Regions from separate parts of the Manis pentadactyla genome. Here region 2 is linked to region 1. A link is a contact called in public Hi-C data. All regions are on one chromosome and are shown on one strand. Each heading gives the region's core, a stretch centred on a gene start, on an enhancer-like site or on the middle of the called end of the contact. The rest is flanking DNA. Distances are from core to core; before and after follow the strand shown. Region 1 holds the start of COL12A1 (collagen type XII alpha 1 chain). Region 2 holds the start of SLC17A5 (solute carrier family 17 member 5).

Evidence for each region. Hi-C and Micro-C count contacts between places; a contact is called where the count stands out from the background.
Region 2: a Hi-C map of fibroblasts shows a contact between it and region 1, with 5 times the contacts expected there. The contact joins the promoter of SLC17A5 here to the promoter of COL12A1 in region 1. A contact is called at or near these places in 2 of 3 Hi-C or Micro-C datasets (fibroblasts and skin fibroblasts).

The regions. Positions count from the first base shown.
Region 1 is chr16:6,225,750-6,233,421 of mManPen7.hap1, reverse strand. COL12A1 (collagen type XII alpha 1 chain) reads right to left here and starts at 3,843. Exons shown (of 66, transcript XM_036916189.2): 1 at 3,815-3,843; 2 at 1,104-1,211. The coding sequence starts at 1,176.
Region 2 is chr16:7,124,604-7,132,275 of mManPen7.hap1, reverse strand. SLC17A5 (solute carrier family 17 member 5) reads right to left here and starts at 2,668. Exons shown (of 10, transcript XM_057493709.1): 1 at 2,491-2,668. The coding sequence starts at 2,584.

The DNA.
Region 1 (7,672 bases), core at 2,594-5,093:
TTTTATTATTATTATTTTTTTTTGTACCTGCAACCTTGAAGCAGAAAATCAAACACAATAGGAAGTTTCTGAAACAGCCTGTCATGGAACAGCTCTACTTTCCCACAACCGCAGACTGAGGGCGCAACCCGGGGCTCCCACAGCTGTCCCAGTGAGAAGTGCTTCTTTTCTCCCTTAACTCCATCAGGTGCATTTTTTTTATTGAAAAAAAAAAACTGTTTTTAAGATGTTGTTTATGGTAGTACCCCATTCACCCTGCAGAGCAATAACTCTAGTTTGTCAGGTTTTCAATGACCGAAGGGACACGGCAGTTCCCATTGGATTAATACATAGAAATGGCTTGTTTAGTAAAAACTGAGAAACGAAGGCGTCAAGTGCACACAACAAAACTGAGGCTGATAATCCAGCAAAGCCCTTCATTTTCAGGAGGGCGGGGCCACGCAGCGCTGTTTTGCCGCCCTTGGGGCCCCAGGATGCGTCTCTGAGCCCCGCCCCGACTCCGCTCAGCTGATGCTGAGGGAGGAGGAAGGAGACGAGGGGCGGGGTAGGAAGGGGCAGAAGGGGCGGCAGGGAGGGAGGGTGGTCGGGGGGGAGGCGGAGGGTGCAGGACAGGGTTGGACCCTCGGCTTTGCGGGGCTAGACCTGGGCCTCTCCGCTCCCGCCGGACGCCGGGCCCCGCACGGAGCCTGGGGACGCGCAGCGCCGGCGCGGTGGAGCCTCTCGTTGGGGTCGCCGTCCGGCCACAGACCAGCGCTCGGGGCGCCCGCAGTGTTGCGTGGAGCGCGGGCGCCGGTCCTCGGGGAGGCAGAGGCGTGGACAGCGCACCGCGGACAGGTGCGCACCGCGGACAGGAGCGCGGGCGGCGTGGACAGCACGCCGCGGACAGGTTCGAGGGCGGCGTGGACAGCACGCCGCGGACAGGAGCACAGACCACAGAGCGCCGAGCGGCGGGGACGCAGGACAGCGGAGCGGACGAGCTCAGGAGAGCGGCGGCCCTCGGCAGGAGGAGCCCAGACAGCGCGACACAGAGCAAGCGACAGAGGCGAGCGGCGACCGCGCTGGCGCTCCGGGGTCCGCGCGGGCGGCGGACCGGGGCCGCTTACCTTCCGCCTGGGTGGAGGAGAGGAGCAGCGCCGCGCCCAGGGCGGCGAGCGCTGGGGGAAGCCGGGTCCGCATGCTCGGCCTCCCAGCTCACGGCCGCATGAAGGGACCTGCGGAGACAAGCGGCGAGGCCTCAGCAGCGGCCCGGCGGGAACCGAGCCGGGCCGGGGCCTGCACGTGCCCGGGTCTGCCCGCCCCCGCGGCATGGCCAGGCGCCGCAGGGCCCGCGGCAGTAGGGGCGTCGGGCTTGAGGGGCGTCCTTCCCGAAGGCGGGTCCTGCCCGCAAGCCAGCGGAGGCCTCCCGGGCCCCGCGTCCCTCATCCGGCCCGGGGAGGGTTTTCAGGCGTCGTTGTGGCCCAGACTCCACTGGACGCCGCTGCCCGCGGGGACGTGCGCGGCCTGCGCGCCCTCCTAGCCGCGTAGCGCCGCGGGGCCGCACTGCTGGTCCCGGGCGCGCGGAAGAGCTAACAAAGCGCTTTCACGCTCTGTTTTCTCTATTTTGTTCTGTCTACACATAAGAGAGAATTTTGCGCATCTTTCGTTCCCAGCGCACAGTAGGTGCCTAACCCATGTCGGCAGAAGAGAATCTTCCAACCCAGAGACAAAAGCTGCCGACAAGAAGCCGACCCGGGGGGCTGCCGGAGGCGGCGTATAGAGGAGAGTGGGCTCTGCGGAACACACATCACTGTAAGGGGACAGGCTGGGCCCCGGGAAAAACGAAATCGTGCGTGAGCATCCGACAGTGAGCCAAAGGTCAAGCCCCTGGAGAAGAGAAACGGACACGTCTTTCCGCATTATTGGCACAATACTGGCATCTTTCTAGACCTGAGTGTAGAGTGCGTTTCAATGTCGGACGAGCAGGCGGTGCCAAATTGCCCGGATCTCTTTTTATGGAGCGAAGATTAAAATTTTGGCGCTGCCTTGGGGATCCAAGGACCCCCGCCATTTCCTTCTTCCTAATTAACAGCTGTTTGACGCTTCTAACCCTCTCCTACAGCGGTGAGAAGGCGAAACTGGCCCGCTGTTCCCGTCAACTGGCCTGACCTCTGCTACAGTCATTTCCAACTCAGTTGGCAGTCGTGCTCCCGAAAAACTGAAGGCTGACAATGGACCCGCCGAAAATCTGTGCGGGGAGTGTTTTTAAACCCCTGAACTCCTCGCGGAAACCTGAGCAGCGGACGCGCTCCTGCCTGGGTCTAGAGCGCCACCTGTCGGCAGCAAGAAGGAGTCCCGTCGCGTCCGGGGACCGGAGCAGTCAGCCAATTGACCCAGCGAGCCAGGCATTCCGTCCATACGTTCAAAATAAAGTTCTCTCTCCTTTCAGCCGAAACATTTATGCTAATGCTTAGCTAGTTCAGTATTTCATTGAGCATTCTCGGCCATGAAAGCCTGAAAACGGCCGACCCTACGCGCCAGCCAGGGTTCCCTCCCTTCAAACCATGAATGAGAATGGGGGAGGGGGGTTCGGGGTCTTAAGGGATTGGTCTTCGCCCACTCGCCCCCTCCCTCACCCCGCGGGAGGAGACCAATTCCCTACCCCCCAGCGTCAAGCTAAAAAAGGACAGTACACCTCCCCGCACCCCAAACCGTCCCTCCAGATCCCGTGCCCGTCCCCACCTCCTCTTTCACCCGCTGCCACCCTGACGTCGGTTAGCCAAGGACGAGTTTTGCGCTTATTTCCCTCCTTGACGACCCCTCCCCAGAGCTCCAGTGGACTTCAGAAAGCCACCTGCTACCGGTTGAGGTGGGAGGCGGGGAGGGGGTCCCGGAAGGCGCGGAAACGGTCGCCGAGGGTCCCCGAAGATGCTCGGTGTGGGGTGCCTCTCCTGCCCCTTGCCCTGCCCACGGTCCCGGCTCCTCACAGAGCCCCAAGCTCTCCGATCACCACCCTTCCGAGAATGCAGGGTGCGCGCTACCCTGGGGTTCAGCGAACCTCGGGCCGGCGCCCGGGGGGAAGGCCGGAGAGGCAGTGTACTCCGCTGGCGGGGGAGGGTTGGCCGGCCGCGTCCCCGGGCGCTGGGCCGACCCACCGTCTCGGATGCCCTGACGAGCAGGGGAAGGGCCAGGACCCTGGGCCCGGGCTCTGCCTCGATGCCACACAGCCCGGCGCAGCCGGGAGCTGCAGAGCACTCAGCCCGCCCCCGGAGAGGTCCGCGCCGGGCGCCACCGAGGTGCCACCGCGCGGGGCGGGCGGGCGAGGGGGTGCGGGACGGCTGCCCCTCACACTGGAGCGCCGCCCCCTGAAGTCGATGAAACTCTGCAAACATTGACCGGAGAGCCCGCGCGCGCCGGCCGCCGCGCATCCGCCTTGGGAGACGTGCAGCTGCCTCCCCTCGGAAGCTTCAGGTCCCGTGCCCTCGCCCCCGCGCCGGGCCGGCTGAGGGCTGAGCAGGGACCGGCTGGCGCGGGTTTCCCCGGAGCCCCCGGCGAGGCCGGGCAGCAGGGCGAGGGGCCGGAGCCGGACCCACCTGAGGCGGCGGCTCCCCGGCGTGGCGGCAGCCGGCGCCGCGCTCCGGGAGCACCTGGCGGCTGCGGGGGGCGCGCCGCGGCGGGGCCCCGCGGCGGCCGGGTCCGGAGCGGCGGGCGCGGCGGGACGCGCGGAGAGCGGGCGGCGGCGGGCGCGGACTCGTCGGCGGCGGCGCGCGGGGCCGAGTGGGAAGAGAGGGGCGCCGCGGGCTACTTAACGGAGGGCCGTCCCCAGCTCTCAGCTTACCCGGTTACGAAACGCCTGAGAAGGTGGACGGCTGCCACGGGTGATGTATGCGCCGCGGCGGCGAAGGAGGTCTGCTTGGGGAGCGTGTGCATACTTGGAGCATTCCTGCGGCGTGAGGTGGCGGGGGCCTCGGGGCGGCGGGGGCGCGGGGGCGGCGCGGGGGCGGGCGGCCGCCGGGCTCCGGGCCCAGGGAAGCCGCGCGTTCCCCCGCAGGGGGCGGGCCGCGAGCTCGGGTTTCCCCAGGCGTGCGATTTTCTTTAACGAATTAATTTTTCTAAATTAAGAACAATGGCAGGGAGGGAGGTGACTCTCACTTTCAGAGCTGCAAGAATGCGCGGCCGGCCCGCCATCGGAGCCCCATCCCCCGTCCCATTCCCACCACCTACACCTTCTCCCCCTGCGTCCCGGGGGCACTTAAAACCCATCTGCAGGGTTTCCATGAACTAACTGTCTGCGCACGCGGCGCGCCCCGTGCCCTGTTCAATCTGCCGCGGCTGCAAACCGCGCGGGGCTCGGCGACCGACGGCTTTCCCAGTCCTGCCTCGCTCCCGGGGCTTCGGACGGAACTGGGGGCTCAAGTCGAGCCGGGAAAGAGGGCGGGGCGCTAAGAAACCCAGGGTCCTCCGAACAGCAGCAGGTCGCCCGGGACCAGGTTTCATCCCCGTGCCCGGCGGGGAGGCTTTGGGCAGCTGGCCCTGCCCCACCACCCCGCGGGCTCAACGGACAAGGCGGGTGATCTCCCAACCCCGGAGACACGGAGTCCGAACGGGCGCTGGCGTTGTGCCAGCGCCCTCTCCCCTCGTAGGGCCCCCGAACCGCGGTTCCACCCCTTGGCCCGCAGCCTGCAGCCCGGTGCTCCGCATGGCCCGACGGCACCACGCGCCCGGGAGGCGCGGGGCTCCCACCCCGGGGCGACAGGAGAGGTTCCGATGGCCGCGTGGGTGCGCTTGGCAGGGGCCTGAGCCTTTGGGCCTCTGCAAGGCCCGCAGTTAACCCTGAGCCGGGCGGCCACCGGGACGGAGGACGGGGCGGGGAGTGGAGCCCGGGCTGGCGCGCCTGGAATGGGAAAGCGGAGGGCTCGTCACCGGTGTCAACCTGTGCTCCCGGTTTGGTCTGACCCGCTCAGATTCGGCCTTCCCTCCCGCAGGCCCGAGCCTCCGAGCCGCTGGCAGAGCAGCAAGGTGCCCCGCTGCCCTCCGTCCCACGCAGGCCCGCCTGCAGAGAAATCCAGAGGAAGCCAGCGAGAGGACGGGAGGGAAAGAATGGAGAAGGGTGGGGACCGCCACCTCCGCACATTCCCCGCGTACACACGGCCTGCGCGAGGGCCGGCGGGGCCCGGCACAGAAAGCCCACGCGCACAGGGCCGCGCGCCCGCCCCTGGAGCTGCCTCCTCGGCGTCCGAATCGTCTAGGCCCCGCGCGCCAGGGTCCCGGCCCGGCGGACCCGACGTGCAGTCACACGGGTGCCGGAGCCCCGCCCCAGCCCTCGGCTCCGCGGGCGCGCGCCCCGGCACACCGCCTCGCGGACGCCCCCCGGAGCCTCCCGCGTCTGGAAGGAGGCCCTGCGTCCGGGACGGCCAGCCCGGGCGGCGCGCGCTTCTCTCAGTACCCTCTGCCCTTGTCCGTGACGGTGAAATCGCGGACTCGGGAGCCGCGCCGCGCCGGGTGTCGGTGTGCTTGGCCCAAAAGGAGCTCCTCCTGCAGATCCGGCGCAGAGCTGCCCCTGCGCCCGCGCAGGAGTGGCGCGCCCACCCGGATCCGAGAGCCGGGGCTTCCTCTCCCAGAGACCACGGCCGCCTGCCTTCCGCGCCGGGCGGCTGGGGTCCTGTTGAGGGCGCCCCCTCCCAAACGCAGGCGTAGTGCACCTGAAACCGCTGCTGCCAAGGAAGGCAGGCAACCCAAAGGGCCGGCAGCCATCACCCCTGCCCCTCAGGAGGGTCCCTGCCCAGACCCCTGGGTAGGGCGAGGGGACAGGGCGCCGGGCGGGGACAGACGCACATCCGCAAGCTGATCCGACCACACCATTTCCAGGGACACGCGTGCCCCTGAACGGCACGCAGGGGACGCCCCAGGCCTCCCCGCGTGCAGCCTGCAGAGGTCGGCTCCCGGTGCCCAGGCTGGCTCCGCGCGCGGTAAACCCACACGAGGGAAGAACGGGCGAACCCTCTTCCCCGCTCCGCCCTTCAGCAGCGCGTCCAGCTGGTGAGCCCCGGAGAGTCATTAACGTTTGCAACAAAGTGATTTACCGACGGAGGCAGGGCTGTTGGATTTACTCGGTTTGGTTGCGTTTGTGACCATCTCTCAGGTCACACTCTAGGGGTCTCCCTCCGCCCACCCGGCCGAGCTCCGCTCCCACCTCGTCTCCCTCCGACTCCGGGGTTCCCGGCGGGTCCCGGCCTTCGGTTTCTGGTCCAACGGCGCCATCTAGCGGGCAGCGCGAGCGCGGGAGTCGGAAGTCAAAATTCAGAAGGGAGAGTGAAATTGAGTGGTGGGGAACTCTTTGAAAAATGTTTCACTTTATAACCAGGACTGAGAGGCGACAAGGTGGGAAAGTGAGTGGGAAGGTCGCGTTAGCTTTATTTGTGACCGTTAATTCGCCTCCTATAGAAATTATTGCGCCAAGGCTGCTGGGAGGCTCTGGTCAGGAAGGAACAGAGCAATAAAAAAAGGCAGAGTGCTCGCAGTGCTCGGCCTGTTATCCCGCTGCAGCAGCGGCGCCTCGAGCCCCGCGGGGCCTGCGCGCTGCTCGCGCGGGAGCGGTGAGACCCCGCGGGACGCTGCATCCAAAGGCAATACCTTCCCAGGATGAGCCGCTCAGAGCCGATAGCAGGTGACTTAGCCGATATACAGCAGTCCGCTCCCTGTAATTGCAGCCGCGGGGAGTTCGCTCTGACCTCCTTAAGCAAAGTGAGGAAGATAGATAAATGCGCTTGGAAGCTACTAAGAACGCGACCCTCTGCCACTTCCTGCTTTGTTTCTCTAAGATTCGGTACTGTTTACATCATCTTTGCACCGCTGAGTACTTGGAACCCATGTATTTTGTAGCTAACAAGGTTCAGAATTTCTAGTGAGGCCACTGCTCTGTGCGTTGGCAGTTGGCACGTGTGCACTGACGTACACCCCCAGGTTGGTGGAAAATCTTAGGAACCACTTTACTTGGTTTTGGCCTAATCACGGCCCAAGGAGGTTTCGTTGGTCTCCGTTGGAGTCCTGCGTAGAAAAAGGCTCTACTCGATAACACATTTTTATACACGTTACCACTTCATTCAGCTGCATTTATGGAACACTGACAGCCTATGTTCAAAACAGACAAAATCCCAGGCTTTGCAAGGTTCCTAAATCCCATGTGGAGCGGAGTGCGCCCTCTAGTGGAGAAGAGAAAAAGGATGGCCATTATCTGAGCAGACTCGCAGTTCATTCATTGGTATCTTGAGTGTTCTTTGTGCACGTGCTGTTACTCTAGTCAGAATACTCACTAGGAACTGTGGAAGATTTTCTTAAAGGCAAATCAGAAAGAGCCCTGTCCATAAAAGACACAAATGTAGTAACAGAGACCAGAAATAAACACAAGGAATAGTCAATGATTCAAGATAGGTCGGGAGACAGTATGTAATTGGAAGCTGAGACGCCGATATGAGAAATGATCCTGGGATAAATGCAAGGCATGGGCAAACAAGACAAATTCACAATTCAAAACATTCACCAGGAAAAAAAAAGTATCCACAAACCAATTTCTCCATAGACCAATCTCTCCAAAAACCAATGACAAGAAAAAAAATGGATGGGTAAGGGAGGAGAGTAGACTATTATAATGAAATATGTAGGAGCCGTAGTGACCAAATAATAACAATCAAAATAG
Region 2 (7,672 bases), core at 1,419-3,918, 900 kb before region 1:
AAATGGATTTAGGTTCTGGGTTGGATTTCACTGGCTGGTCTCTGGAGGTCACTTTTCATTCTCTGCCGTCCACCTCCCTGGTCACGTGTGGCTGAAGTGAGTTCCTGGAGGGCAGAATGGAAGGCACTCCAAGTGAGTTCCTTTCCGGTTTACTTCAAAGAATGTTACACTAGTAAGGTAAAGTGCTACGCTATGTATGTAACATGTTATTCTGCGGGTATGTGTGTGTGTGTGTGCAGAGCAGGGCGGGTGAGGAAAGGCCTCTTGGAGAACCACTTGCACCCAGTCTTCACCAGTGAGCAGGAAGCCACCAGGCGAGGGCAGGGACAGTGGCGCAGGCAGATGCCGCAGCAGAGACAGGAGTGTGCAATGAGGACGGCGCACAGGGAGAGGAGAGGCCGGACAGCCTGGCACGGCTAGCCCGCGGCACTCTGCGGAATGAGTGGGGCAGAGGTGCCAAGTTCATAGAACAATACAACAGCTTGTATTTACTGAGCACTTACTATGCGCTCGGTGTCAGCTCGTGGTCTGCCTACACGAGGGTTACCATAAGGATTGAGTTCATACATACAGTGCTTAGAATAGTGCTTAGCACATATGCCTTCAATGACTGTGAACTGTTAGTATTATTGCTTTTTCTGGACATCAGGAATTGAGGTTATTGCACACTTGTGAGAAATTAGTTATTGGAAAAAGACGTAAGGAGTTGTCGAAATGAGTGGGGTGTGTGGCTGTCAGTGAGATGTGCAGGGTCACTGAGCAGACACCCACCCGACACAGGTGGGGGCAGCCTGTCCAGTGTGTGGCCTGGGAATGCTGCAGGCCCCACTGTGGGGTTAGGCACAGGGACACACAGGACAGCACGGGGAGAGCCTTGGTGACAAGGCAGGGGCGAGGGAGCCCCGGGCACCGGCAAGAAAACCTAGCTCCGGGCAGTGAGGCTGACCCAGCGAGAGAGTGAAGTGGAGCGGGCTGAAGGCTTAGGAAAGCGCACAGTGGGATATAAGAGCTCAGTGAGGCAGGAGCTTTGTTCGGTTTTGTTCACTGCTGTGCACCTTCAAAACCGTGTCTGGAGAGCTGGTGTGCAAACATTTTGGGGGCTTAAAAGTAGAGCGGTGTCTTCTGATGGGAGTATACAATTTTTTATCAGCTAGTAGTATTCCATTGTATGGATATACTATAATCTGTTTATTCATTCAATTGCTGATGAATATCTAGATTGTTTCCAATCTTAACGGTTATGAATAAAGCTGCTATAAACATTGTGTGGTATTATGGTAATGTATGTTTAACTTTAAAGTTAATTGCCAGTTTTCAAAACATGTACTACTTTACACTCTTACCATCAAAGTACGCGAGTTCTAATTATTCCATATCTTTGCCAACATTTGGTTCTTCACTCTTTCTAATTTTAGGCATTTTAGTGGGTGTTTAATGGTTCATTGTAGTTTTAGTTTGCATTTTCCTGACAACTAATGATGTTTAACTTTTGAGCTAAAATTGTATTGCAGCAGAATACGGTATTCTCTAGGGAGTATCTTTATTATGGCATTTGTTTCTGCATTTCCGTACTAGATTACTTTACAGAGGAAGATTATGGAAATCTAACACTATATGTCACAGAGATTAATTTATGGAACTAAGTCACATTCGCAGGTAAAACACCCTACGGAATGGCATTTCCATCGTGCAGCCACTACAGTAAGCGCCCAGCTGCAGGGCAGAGCTATAACGTTGCCACTTTACTGCCACCATCTGGTGATGTTAAAAGCAAACACAAAAAGATCCTACCGGATCTTTACTGTTGAGGGAAAGTGAAATTTCTAATTCAGCTCTGTTTCTCATGCACAAACCTTTGAAGCTACAGAATGCATGCAGACCGACTTGTTTAGTTTTGATTATTACCTTTCACGACGTTGTGTTACAAAAGTACCAAACAGCAAAATATTCAAAATTTCCCAAATTCAGGGAAAGATGCGTTGTAGAACACCTTTCCTATCCATTGCAAGACCTTTGGCAAATTCCTTTAGGGCTTGGTAGACACCCTGTCTTGAGGACAGCCAACCTGCTCCCTAAGTGAAGCTGCAGGCTGCTATAAAAGCCGCGGGCAGTACTTTCAATCCCCTACCGCACAGTTTCAGGACCCCCGCTAGGGTCTGCGGGACCGCCGCCGCCGTCCTCGCGCCCCGGCAGCTGGCAGCGGGGAGGAAGGGCTGGCGGCTGCGTCAGGCCTCCGCCCGCCGGTCCTCCGCCGCCCCGTGAGCGCAGACCTGCAGGCTCTACCCCGGTTCGCTCTCCCCGGGGACGCGCGCGGGACGCTACCGACGTCCGCCAGGCCAGGCCCGGCCCCGGAGCGGCTCCTGGGCAGCGGGCCGGCGGGCCGGGGGCCCGGGACGCCTCCCGCTCCGCGACAGCCCTCGCCCCGCCGCAGCCGGGCGCGCCGGCCGAGAGCCGGGGACCGACCCACCCCCGGGCCGCGCCGCCACTCACCTGCTTCCACCCTCCGGACGCCCTGCAGGAGCGGAGTGCTGTCTGCGCCCTCCTCACCCGCGGTCCGGGCCGCGTCCCGCGCCGGGGGCCTCATGAAGTCTCCGGAGCGCGGCTCCCGCTCGGCGCAGCGGCGGCGGCTCAGCTCAGGCCGGGACTGCGGGCGGGGGAGGGGCCAATAGGCCCCGCTCCCGATAGGCCCCGCCACACAGGCGGCTCGGCCCCCGAGGCCCCGCCCTGAGGCGGCCGCCCGGCTCCCCCCGGCTTCCATCTTAGGTGCGGGCGGCTCTGGGGCGGGGCGGGGAGAGCGGAACCTGCGGGCTGCGGCCCCGCGGCCTGCGCTTCCGCCCGGCGGGGTCGGTTGCGCCCGGGGGCGGGTCCTCGGGAGCCGCGTCCTGGGGAGTCGCGTGGCGCATGGAGCGCGGCGGGGACTGGAGAGGGCGGGGCGGCGGGCACGGGAGGGGGCGCGTCTGCGTTTGTTTTGTAACATTCCTAACAGGATTTTTTTTTAAAGTATGAGATGACACCTTTTTCTTCCTTATATCTGGCATTTGCTTCCGGACTGCTCACTACTATAGAAGATTGTCCTTGATGTTATTTATCTACTCTTTGGCTGGTTATTCCTTCTTTTACCAACACTTTAACCCGATGTTGTCCAGTACAAATACAATACAGATCACATCTGTAATTTTCAACGTTCTTGTAAACACATTAAAAACTTAAAAAGCAAAAAACCCAGAAAAAGGTGAAGTTAACTTTATAATATACATTATTAAACCCAATATATCAAAAATGTTATCAATTTAGCATCCAATCAATATAAAACTATTAATGAGCTGTGTGCTGCTTCTGGTACCATTTTGGTATTCCAAACCCGGTGTGTATTTTACACTGAAAGGACACTTCTTCAGGACCAGCCACATTTCAGGTGTTGGGTCACCACCCGGGGCTTGGACTACCGTATGGGACAGCGCAGTTTGGGACGTGTCGGGGCCTTATTTCTATCCTTCAAATCCTGTCTTTGGATGGGAAAAGAATGTCTTCTGGGCAGGGACTCTAGCTTTTTTCCTCTGTAAAGTGAAGATAATAAATAGAAAAAACCCCACGTGGTTGTTGTAAAGATTAGATTAGATAGTGCATGTAAATCACAGTACATGGTGGGCATTACGTCTCAATATATATTAACTTACCATTTTTATTGTTGTTTGTTTTGCAAAATGAGTTTACCCATCTTTGGAACTTCCTTTTGATTTTCACGATGCCTCTTTTAAAACACATACCACATTCTATCTGGAATTATACTTGGTAGTTGGCTGTGTAATTGTTTTAATTCTCTTTTATGACTCTAGGTTTTCTACGAGCTAGGACCAAGTCTTCTTCTGTTTGCAGACCGAGCTGTTCCTAATAGTGACTCACTGTGCTTATCATGTTTCGCATTCCCTTATCATGTTGTTGTGGCAAGATGACTGAGTATTTCAAGTAGACAAGGAATATATAGGAAGTAAAAATTTGCATGGAGGGACAAATATCTGAACCACTAAATTTAGAAATAGTAAAACCGGTAAAGGAATTTGGGGATGAACAATGTGGCCCTATAAAATCATTTTCTTTATCCCAGCTCTTCTTCTAAAAGAAATAATTATAATGACAAATTGTAATGATTATTGAGATGTAATGGTTATTAAGATATTTTATTCAATGTTTTTATTTAATTTTTGCAAACTTGACAGTTAATCATCTGAGAGGTTAATCTCTAAATTCTTTGTCATTTTACGGTTCTGAGTCTCTAGGATTTACTAACTTTTTCCTTTAAATTGTATCACATTATTATGTAGGAAGAAACATTTCATCTTTTGGAGACCTTTTTCCTCATTGAGTCATGTGAGTTCAATTGCACTGATCATTTTCCCGAATAATATCTTTGTAACTTATACAGGAATATTAATCAAAATATTTTCTCAGAAAATAGATTTATGCAGAGGAGAAACACTAAAACTTTAAGTACCACACAGAGTAGTTAACTAAAGCAATGACCTATGGCATTATTTAAGGAGGAGTGTTGAAATATTTTTAAAAGACACCGTTGATGGGACCCTTTCCCTTAAGCCTAAGGCTTCTCTTCACTCCAGTGTATTCTCCTTGTAATACTTCTTTTTTCCTGGCATGATGCCCCCTGATTTCAAACTTCATGTCAAGGCTACAGTAATCAAAGCAGTGTGGTACTGGCATAAAAATAGACACACAGACCAATGGAACAGAATTGAGAGCTTAGACATACACCCTCACTTATACCATCAACTAATGTTTGACAAGGGGCCAAGAATACTCACTGGAGAAAGGATGATTTCTTCAATAAATGGTGTTGGGAAATTGGAGAACTACAGGCAGAAATATGAAATTGGAACCCTGTATGACACTGCTCACAAAAATAAAAAATTGATTAAAGACTTAAATGTAAGACCTGAAACTGTAAAACTCCTAGAAGAAAACAGGGAAAAACTCCTTGATATTGGTCATGGCAATGATTTTTTGGATATGACACCCAAAGCACAAGAAATTGAAGAAAAAATGAGTGGGGCTACATCAGACTAAAAGGCTTTGCATAGCAAAAGGAACTATCAGCAAAATAAAGACAACCTACAGAATGGGAAAAAATATTTGCAAACCATCTATCTGATAAGGGGGCTAATATCCAAAATATACAAGGAACTCATACAACTCAGTAGAAAGTTCCCAAGTGCTCGGATTAAAAAATGGGCAAAGGACTTTAGCAGACATTTCCCCAAAGAAGACATTCAGATGGCCAACAGGCACATGAAAAGATGCTCCACATCATTAATCCTAAGGGAAATGTGAATCAAACCACAATGACATATAGCCTCACTCCTGTTAGAATGGCTGTCATCAAATAGACAGGAGATAAAAAAAATAAAGACAAGAGATAACAAGTATTGGTGAGACTGCAGAGAAAAAGAGAACTCTTGTGTGCTGTTGTTGGGAGTGTGAATTAGTGTAGCCACTGTGGAAAATAGTATGCAAGTTCCTCAAAATTTTAAAAGTAGGACTCCCATATGATCCAGCAGTCTCACTTCTGGGTATATATCCAAAGGAAATGAAAACTATCTCAAAGAGACATAGGCACACCCATGTTCATTGCAGCATTATTTATGATAGCCAAGATTTGGAAACATCCTAAGTGCCTATCAGTGAATGAATGGATTAAGAAACTGTGGTATATATATAGAAAGTTATTCATTCATCAAAAAAGAAGGAAATCTTACCTTTTGGACAACATGGATGGAACTTGAGGACATTATGCTTCGTGAAATAAGTCAAATAGACAAAGACAAATACTGTATGTTCTCACTTTGTGGGATCTGAAAAAAGCTGAGCTCATAAAAATAGTGGAATGGTGATTGCCAGGGGGTACAGGATGAGGGAAATGGAGGACATGGCAGTTAAATGGTACAAACTCCCAGTTTTCACATGAATAAGTTCTGGTGATTTAATGTACAGCATGCTGACTATAATTAACAATACTGTATTATATACATGAAAGTTGTGAAGAGAGTAGATCTTAAACATTATTACTACACATACACTCACATATACACAAAGTGGTAAATATGGGAGGGGATGGAGGTGTTAATAACCTTAGTGTGGTATTCATTTTGCAACATATACATGTATCAAATCATCACATTGTACACATTAAACTTACATATGTTATATTCAATAATATCTCAATAAAGCTAGAAAAATATTTCTCCTTTTCCCTGTTAAAGTATCATCTTCCTGTACCTCAATATTATCTCTTTGAAACATAGATCTGATACTGTTACCCCCTTTAAAAAAAAACCTTTCAATGGAAGCATTTTGCCTTGGGCTTCATATTTTTTGATTTTGTACTCCATCAGTAAAAATTCTGAATATCCACTCAATGTATATTTTTCTTAATAAATTGCACACACACTACACTCAAACAAAAAAGATAAGAAAAGATAATATAAGTAGATATTCTGTTTTTCCTCTGAATTATTTTGCATATGCTTCTGGGTGAGTGCACCCTACTTTGGAGACTGCTTGTCTAGAGAATAAAATCCAAATTCTTTGCTGTAAAACACCCTTAGAAACCAGCCCTAGTTTCAGGTCTCACTTTCCACCCCTTCTTGCTATGGGCTCTGTGCTTTGCACATTGCACTATTCCCTGAGCCAGACACACATTATTTTCTTCGTGTCGCTCCCTCTCCCTGTTTGCTTCTTTTGTGTAAGGTGAGTTTGTATTTGTCCTTAGACTAAAATGTCACCTTTTTCTTTAAATATTTGTTGACAATCTCTCCCTTTTCCATGCTCTCATATATATTGTACACGCACCTTTATTATAGCACATTGCGCTAGAGTTATCTGAGACAGTTTAAAGTGTTAGTCATTCCTTAAAAACAGGAACTTGACTTATTTTCCATTCCAGCTCTAAGCAGTGAGAACAGCTCAAGAAATTTTTATGGAGTCTCGTGTTATATGCGAGGCCCTGTACTCGTTGCTATGGAAGTATACAAGATACATATAAACATGGTTCTGCCTTCAGGGAGTTTATGAGTAAAATGCACCTCGAAGGAAATATTTCCTAATTATCATCCAAGGGAAGTATAAATATTTCTCTAAAAATTAATGAAAGTTAGAGGACATCGTTTGTATTTATGTTTTCTGGAGACCAAGTAGTATATGATTAATGTATTCCAGAGAAAGAGCAATAATATCTTTAGGAAGGGATTTAAAAAAGATAGTCCGGACATACTTTCCCATATCCTGTTTCCTTTAGGCAGCTGTACTGTCAGATGTCCTCAGACAGTGATCAAGATAAAAACAGGAGGTTAATGTGCAGTTTCCTATCACATTTACAGGACAGCCTGCACTCAGTTGTCATAGCATACTCAAAATTTCCTCAGCACTTTACAACCTAACAGTTGGGTGATTCTTGTAACATAACCATGGAGACGTGGGTATTATTGTAACCATTTTTGAAAGAGGGGATCTAATAGATGGCAACTGAATGAAGTCATCTGTTAAGACTGGTGAGGGCCACCATTCCCTTTCAGATTTACTGCCTTTTCCAGGATTTAAATCCTGGGATAGTGCTTCTTCATAATTCCCTTAATTTTCAACACTTTATATTTGCATTTTGAGT